Regions from separate parts of the Zea mays genome. Here regions 1 and 2 are each linked to region 3. A link is a contact called in public Hi-C data. All regions are on one chromosome and are shown on one strand. The core of a region is the stretch at or near the end of the contact, and the rest is flanking DNA. Distances in the headings are between cores, read along the strand shown. Region 1 holds the start of LOC103645607. Region 2 holds the start of LOC100283389 (cytokinin-O-glucosyltransferase 1). Region 3 holds the start of LOC100277758.

What was found. Hi-C and Micro-C count contacts between places; a contact is called where the count stands out from the background.
Region 1: a contact with region 3 is called in a Hi-C map of leaf, with 7 times the contacts expected there. The contact joins the promoter of LOC103645607 here to the promoter of LOC100277758 in region 3. A contact is called at or near these places in 3 of 25 Hi-C or Micro-C datasets (ear, leaf and tassel).
Region 2: a contact with region 3 is called in a Hi-C map of ear, with 4 times the contacts expected there. The contact joins the promoter of LOC100283389 here to the promoter of LOC100277758 in region 3. A contact is called at or near these places in 5 of 25 Hi-C or Micro-C datasets (bundle sheath, ear, endosperm and 2 more).

The regions. Positions count from the first base shown.
Region 1 is chr1:281,780,555-281,783,254 of Zm-B73-REFERENCE-NAM-5.0, forward strand. It overlaps LOC103645607, which reads right to left and starts at 1,410. Exons shown (of 10, transcript XM_008668634.4): 1 at 683-1,410. The coding sequence starts at 1,131.
Region 2 is chr1:282,218,836-282,221,535 of Zm-B73-REFERENCE-NAM-5.0, forward strand. LOC100283389 (cytokinin-O-glucosyltransferase 1) reads right to left here and starts at 1,269. Exons shown (of 1, transcript NM_001156290.2): 1 at 1-1,269. The coding sequence starts at 1,255.
Region 3 is chr1:282,022,969-282,025,668 of Zm-B73-REFERENCE-NAM-5.0, forward strand. It overlaps LOC100277758, which reads left to right and starts at 1,428. Exons shown (of 7, transcript NM_001412145.1): 1 at 1,428-1,525; 2 at 2,109-2,431; 3 at 2,511-2,633. The coding sequence starts at 2,186.

The sequences.
Region 1 (2,700 bases), core at 160-2,659, 240 kb before region 3:
ACACTCCAGAAACTAAGAGACTATGTCAGTATGTCCACATTCCACAAGGATGAAATCAATTGAGCCATTTGATGACCCTAACAGTGATTCAGCAATTTAAAGGATGCACAATGCACATGGCTACCATTGTATTTTCAGCAATAAGGAAAGTTATGGAGATTCTACAGAAAGCAACCATCTTAATCAAACGCCAATGGATAGCCACTGGGTGCACCACCACCACCACCACCACCACCACCCACTGAAGCAATGAAGCACAATAAATAATGCACATGCATCATAGTGTTTGAAATCCGAATAGCAGGTAGCAGCTACCCACAATTCAGAATTTTTGTACTGTTATGAATTGAACAGTAAACAAATGAATAAAATTTATGACAGTAGCAAAGTAAAAAAAAACATATGCTCGACAATCATTCCCTCTACCTAAATTGACACTTGACAAAGAAATCATGGTTATCAGAAGCTACCTAGCATAGAGACATTCAGCCTACCAACAGACATTACTAATCATGGTTACCCATCCAAGCTTAGTCATAGACTCCATTTCCCCTACCATCATGCTACTGAATTGAATACTTAGTAGAAAAAATAGCTGGGAACACAACAAAGCAACAACATTTAAGCTCGAAAACAACACTTAAGCAGGCACGGGCAATTGAGTTCAAGGTTTTGCACATGCCTAATCGAGAAGTGGCAAATGGTGAGCTTGGTGAGGCACTTGAGCCGGGCAACCTCCGCCAGTATGGAGCACGAGGATGGCCTGGGCGGCACCATTGAGAGCTCGAGCTCCTTGAGAGCCTGCATCCGACGGAGCGGCGCCCCTGAGACCCTGGGCGCGGACACCTTGACCTGGAGGCTTTCGAGCCCGTCCAGCTCGTCCCCGGAATCCGCGGGTAGCACCTCCACATCGTTGCCGAAGAACTTAAGCGACCTGAGACCGCGGGCTCTGCCGCCGATGGAGCGCGGGACGAGGTTAAACGTGTTGCGGTAGATGTATATTTCGCGGCCGCCGCCGGCGGGGGGCGTGGGGAGGGTGGCGAGGTCCCAGACGTTGCCTGCGACGTCGGAGGCGTCGGATCTGCGGGCTGGGAGGTCTTCTGCGTCAGGGACGGAGAAGGCCGGGGCCATGGGGCGCCGCCGTACGGCGGCGCGGCGGCGAGGTTTTGGGCGGCGGAGCCTAGGGTTTCGTACGGGCTAGACAAAGGGGGAACGAGCAGGAGAGAGACAGAGAACGGGAGTGGGAAAAGTCTTTGTCTGTAATAAGGAAAAGAAAAAGGAGAGGAACGCGTGATACGGCGTGATGGCCAGATGGGACTCGGAGTCCGAGAAAGGGAAGACGAAACTCCAAGCCGAGCCTTGCCTTCACGGTAGGCTGCCGCACCGGGGGACTGGATCTGCATGTTATGCGCTATCATACATACTATCGAAGTCTGTTGTAGTCACGTTCGGTGTGTCACGTACAAAATATTGCTCTGCGCATAGTTTTAGCACTTACACATACAAAATATTCTGAAGAGCATCTCCAACAACAACGTGTCCTATAAAAATATCTTATAATTTAAAAATAAATATATTTTATATGGTTTAAGCCATCAACAAAATATTTTGTTCCAATAGTAAAGTATTAATTGTAACACTCAAAATCATATTTTGTGAGATATAAAAATTCCTCCAAAAGAGTTTAAGATAAAATGACTTCTATAAATGATTTTCTTCCTTTATAAACATATCTCTTTAATTTAAATAAATAATAATAAGTAGTAAATGTTGGATTGTGGAAGAACCTTTAAATTTTCATTCGAAATAGTATTTCTTAATAATGTGTGTACTTCAGCTTTGAAATACATTTCTAAATAAGTGAATAAGTAATTAATATATAAATAAAAATATATATGCTGGGATTCCTCGAATGTTGCACTTATATTTGAATTATTCAACTTCAATTTGAAGTTAATGTGAATTCAAAATTTTGAAATGAAAAATAGAAATAAGAAAAATAAGAAGAATAAAAGAAAGGAAATTGTCGGCGTTTCGACCCGGGGGGTCTCTGGACCGACGAGTAAAATTGTCGTTGCGTGTCCCAGCCCAAATGGGTTGGCGCGAGATGGAACACAAGGGGGAAAACGCGGCTCGTGTTATCCTGCGCCAGGGGGATGCGCTTGCAGTAGGGGTTACAAGCGTTCGCGAGGGAGAAAGAGCGAGCATGTTCGTCAGCCCGTCCTCCTGCGCGACCCTCCCGCATGAGGGCCCTGGACCTTCCTTTTATAGATGCAAGGAGAGGGTCCAGGTGTAGCTATGCGCTAACGTGTTCGGTAGAGAGGTGCCTGAGCCCTGTGTACATGCCAACGTGGCTGTCGGAGAGGTGCTAGAGCCCTGTGTACGCGGTATCGTGGTCGTCGGAGGAGCGTTTGAGCCCTGTAGAAGCACAGCTGTCAGGGCTGTTGGGACCTTGCTGACGACTCCTTGCTTCCGTAGGGGGCTGAGAACCACCGTCGTCATGGACGCACGCGAGGAGCCATCATTACTTGTTACCGGGGCGAGCCTGGATGGGACGCTGGTCTTGTTCCCCCGTAGCCTGAGCTAGCTAGGGGTAGGGTAATGATGTATCCCCCGTGGCGCGGTCGGTCCGAGCCCAAGGTCGGGCGAGGCGGAGACTCCTCCTGAGGCCGAGGCCGGGGTCGGGCGAGGACGCGGTTC
Region 2 (2,700 bases), core at 19-2,518, 200 kb after region 3:
GCCTGCCGCCGTCCCACAGGCGCACGCCGAAGGCGGCCACCTCGGTGGCCAGCCGCTCGTTGATGAACTGCTCGAACACTAACGGCCACGTGAGCACCGGCACGCCGGCGGACGCGGCTTCGAGGACCGAGTTCCAACCGCAGTGCGTCACGAACGCGCCCACCGACGGGTGGGCCAGAACGGCCAGCTGCGGGGCCCATCCGTGGACGACCAGGCCACGGTTGGCGACGCGCTGCTCCCAGCCCTCCGGTGCCCACTGGTCATCGCTGGAGTCATTGGAGCGGACAACCCACAGGAATGGCTGGTTCGACGCCTCGAGCCCCAGGGCGAGCTCTCTTGTCTGAGTCGCTGAGAACTCGGCCCAGCTCCCGAAGCAGACGAACACTACCGACCGGCTCGGTTTGGTGGACAACCAGCTCAGGCAGTCCGCGTTGCCGCTGCCGCCGCGGTGCATGGTGGAGCGCGATGGCTTTCCCAGGGGCCCGACGAAGTAGGCGCGGCGCGCCTCCACGCGGCTGAATTCCTCGCAGTAGGGCTGCTCCAGGTCGGCGAAGGTGTTGACGATGACGCCGAAGCCAGTGAGCTGGCACGCCCTCATCCGCTGCCACGCCTTGGAGAGGTGGTCGTCCTGGACCAAGAAGGTCGGGAGCTCGGACACCGGGATCGTGATCTCCTTCCCGGGCAAGCCCGGCACGGACAGCACCGTCCCAGCGGCGTCGGAGCTGGCCCGGCCGATGATGTCGGGCCGTATGGTGAACAGGCTGTTCATGGCGAGCAGAGCGAAGATTCCGACAGGGTGGAACGTGAGGCGCGGCACCCCGAGCTCGGCGGCGACACCGGTGGTCCACCAGAACGGCACGTCGGCGACGATGGCGTCGGGGCGGTGGTCCCGGAGCAGCGACTCGTGGGACGGCTGCACCACCTCCATGGCGCGGTAGACGCGCCACGCGTCGCGCGCGGTGGCGGTGGCGAGGCACTCCACGCCCTCCCCGAGGCCGACGTCCGGGAACGGGTAGCAGAGCACGCGCACGGCGTGGCCGGCGGCCGCGGCGCGCGCCACGGTCGGCGCGATGAGGGCCGCGTTGGCCGGCGTCACGACCACGGTCGCCTCCACCTCCGCGGGCCTTGCCGCGGCGACGCGGCACGCCATGTCGGTCTGCGGGATGAGGTGTCCCCGGATGAAGGAGGGCAGGAAGAACACCCTGAGCCTCCCGGTCGCGCCCGCCACGGCCGCGGTGTCGACTGCGGCGGCCATGGAGACTGCAGGACGCTCTGAAGCGCGAGCACGACACGGGCGGAAAGGCTACGGGCTACGGCGAGCGTTGTTCTTTGTGGATCCCCTTACTTTCGGGTCTCGGCGCGGCGCCTGTCCTCCCACCCAGATGCATGCAGAGCTTCCTGTGTGCAAGAGCGTGCCGTTGTGAGATCAGCTGTTGGAGCCTGGAGGCCATCCACACTTCAGCAGACATGCAAGGCGCACCAAGAATAGCTGGTGCTGGGGCAGGGGCGCATCGCCCGCGCATCCATGGTAAAAGGTGCCGTGATCCATATGGGACTGGGACATGGTGGCTTGGCGCCCGTACGTGCCCGGCGCCATCGCGCTCACGGCGGCTCTTATCTTCGGCGCGACCACTGCGTCTCACCGCTCGGCAGCGACATGCACTAGCAACTTGAGACCATGCATCCGCCGATCCGATGTGACGATGCCACCAACGGATTCGTGTCAGCAGTTCAGAGAATTGGAATTGGAGAAGAAACAAGAAAGGGATAAGGTTCGGATTTGGTCTGTATTAGCTCGAGATAACAATTTGCTTACAAGTTGTTCCATAACCTGTTCAGCACAAAGATGTTACACATACATAGCCCAGACTATCCGGGCAGTACAACCGAGTATTCAAAGTCCTAGGCCTTTCGCCCTTTACAGCCTCCTTTCCTCTAGTCCATCAACCCGAGTCACTACCGAAATCACGTTCTTTATCGAGTGTCTAAGACACTCGGCAAAGACTATTTTACACTCGACAAATATTTTATCGATAAAAGGTTCTTTGTCGAGTATTTTTTTTCGGACACTCGGCAAAAACTTTGTCGAGTGTCCAAAAAGCACCCGACAAAGAAAAACACTCGGCAAATTAAGAATCAAATTTTTTTAAAAAAATAGCAAAACATTTTTTAAAATTATAGAACAACTCTCCAAACCCTACCTACTATTACCTTACCTCAATTGCCCTATCATTTTTCACTATTATTTTGAATTCAAATTTATATGTTTTGTAAATGGTGAGATTCGAACTCGCAACCTCTCTCTCGCGCATACCCTCCTATACCACTACACTACTACATCAATTACATCTATATTACGTTTTCATTCTCCATGTACTATAACAAACCGAGAGTAATTTGATTATTTAAGGCATTAAATGAGTTCATTTGAAAATGTGACCAACTATAAAGTTGCATAACCTTTTGAGATCTACAAGTTTTATTTTAATAGTTTCTACATCCGAGACCGTTTATAAAATTTGAATTTTAAATTTGAAAACTTAACACGAATTTTTCAATCATAAGATGATTTCAAATCAAAAAATTGTCAATTATAAAGTTTCATTACATTTCAAGACCTACAACTTTTTTTGGTGGTTTTTCCATCCGAGATAGTTTAAAAAAATTAAAATTTCAAAATTCAAACATAGTTTTGCATAA
Region 3 (2,700 bases), core at 178-2,677:
ATATCTGTTAATAGGTGGCGAAGAGCTAAGCAAAATCTGAGAGTGACAATCTAAGCTTGTCTAACTTGCAATTTCACGATGGCCCCTTTGCTTAAGATCATCTTCCAATAGATTACTGTTCAACTAGTTATATTTACTAGTGTAGAGTGTATGTCGTCTGTTAGCTCATTTTTAAAATAAAGAAAAAAAGAACGAAGGGATTATAAATTAAACCTTTTTGCAGATTTTGTTATATTTGGCTCAGTTATCATCGTTATACTTTCTCTGTTATGTCGTTCTTACTTCTCGATTAGTCAAACCTTTAAACTTTGTCTAAATATATACAAAAAATATATTAATATTTAGAGCTATTGTTGTGAACCTTTAGAAGACCATTTAAATAAATCATTTTATTTATTATTTAGATCAAAAGCATTTTGTAAACTATTTAAAAAATATGTTATCAACTATAGCTCCACCGCGAGCATTCAGTTGCTGCGCCGTCCATTAGCTGGATCGGAGATCTAACTGTACTACTACTACCTTGACAAAGTAAACTGGGTACTCAATTAATTATGGGGAGTTGGGCATGAGCAAGAACGGGTGGGATAAACATGCGGATAAGCAACGTATGGGTGTGGATATGGGCATGCACGGGTGTGATATGCCAAAGAATTCTTCTCGAGCAACGACATCGCACGATCGGGACCTTGTTTGTTGTGTTGATACTCGATAGCACACCGATAGGACGCATGTGATCATTAGGTGAGGGTGAACCGGTGAACACCCCCCCCCCCCCCCCCCCCCTCGCTGACACATTAAGCATTCTATAGATCTTTTGCTCTGTTCGTTGGAGCGTTGCTGTTGCAAAGTAGCAACTGAAACTCTTCAGGGCCTCTCATCCAGATGCTCGGTTAATAATAATCAGCTATATAAATATACCAGTATTCCTGCGGTTGCTGGCATTTTCATATCCATGATTTTTCCCCCGCTATAGACACGCCTTGTTCCAAAGAAAATGGAGTGATCATTCCACGGCCTTATCTTTCGCAGACGCGATTATTAATGCCTTGACAACGAAAGAAATGTGTGTGCGCGCTGCCGCGCTGCGTGTATAAGATAAGATGGGATTTTAGTGCCGTTGCAGTGTGCAGTCAGAACAGAATGCCCAGAAGGAACAAGGGAAGGGAGGAAGAGCCCAGACGGATTCCCTCCACGGGCCAGGAGCAGCCAAACAGGCCCATCTCGGGAGGCTCAGCGACAGCTACAGCGACAGGCCGAGGGCTCCCATCCTCGCGCTCGCGCTTTCCTCCGCGCGCCTCGCCAGTCGTTTTTTCATTATTGTGGGCCTCGAATTTCATCTTCGCTCGCCCAATTTTTTAGCCACTTAACCCCTCCATGTATCTATATATTCCCACGTCCCCACCTTTCCCGTCCCGCTGCAGTCCCACTGCCGTCCCACTCCCACCTTCTTGGAGACACCGCCAGGCGCCATCTTCCGGCCGCTGCCCGCCTGCCCCCTCCCCCCCCCCCCCCCCCCCGGGAGGTGAGGCCTGCTCTCGTCGCAGTTCGTTGCTCGCGTTCGGATTGTTTCAGCTCAGTATCTGGTGATGCGATCTGGACATATGGTTCCCGTACGCAGGCTGCTTGTTCGGGCTAGTATTCATGAGCCAGGGGATCTTCAGTTTTATTTCTTTGGCGAACTTTTTCGAAAGGGGAATACAGTTTAGTTTTCTTTTCTTTTCTTCGATACTGATTCGTCGTCTTCTTCTTCTTCCCATGGACCATGACTTCCGTATTTACTTTACGAGATATAAACGCGCAGATTTTTAGTCTCACGCCGGTAGTCAAACGAGTGTTAACTGACATCAGGTATTCTGGGGGGGAATGTGTTGGTCGGTTCATTCAGCAAGGGTTGCCATTGCTCATACTTCTACCTTATGACACGATGCGTGAGAAAGAGTACTCATTTCGCTCGGTTTTAATCTTCGGACGCATCCCTCATATGTTGCCACCAAACCCGGGAGATCAGCAGAATGCTTGTTGTAACCGAGCATAATTTAAGCATGCAAGATCTGCGGCGCTCCTAGTTCTTCTTCGCGAATAATTAGACCATGCTCTGTTCGCAGGTCGAACTGCCTTCTAGAGCCCTCTCCTGTTTTCAGGCGAATGTGCAGGTAGCTTGACGTCTGATGAACGCTCAGCCATGCTGCTGATGCTACACGAAACTCTTCCTTTCGTGAGGCCGACGAGTTCTTGCCGGGACCCAAAACTCTCCGAGAAGAGTGCCTCTGCTTTCCACGGTAAATTGGGATGCAGTGCGGTCTGCAGTTCAGCGGAAGGCTATCGTGTACAGAAGCCGCACATTGTTCACAGCTACAAAGTTAGCTTCACTAGGACCAGCCATCATCTGTGTAAAAGCTTAAACGAGAGAACTACAAGGCACTGCCTGGTATTCCTTGCCCTCCATTTTTGCGATTTTGGTCACTGTTTTTTTCTCCCACTCTCAAAAAGCATTTTGCTGTATGCAGCATCGGTTCCATGTTAATGCTTCGCCCGATGACGACGACTTCCGCTCATCGCGTAACATAGCGATCAGTTTGTTCAAGCGGTACAAGAATGTCATTGACCGAGGAGGTGGAGAAAACCTAAATGTATTGATTCTTGTTGAATCTTCACCATACTTGTTGCCAGAAGTTTTTTGTGTTAGCTAATTAGGAA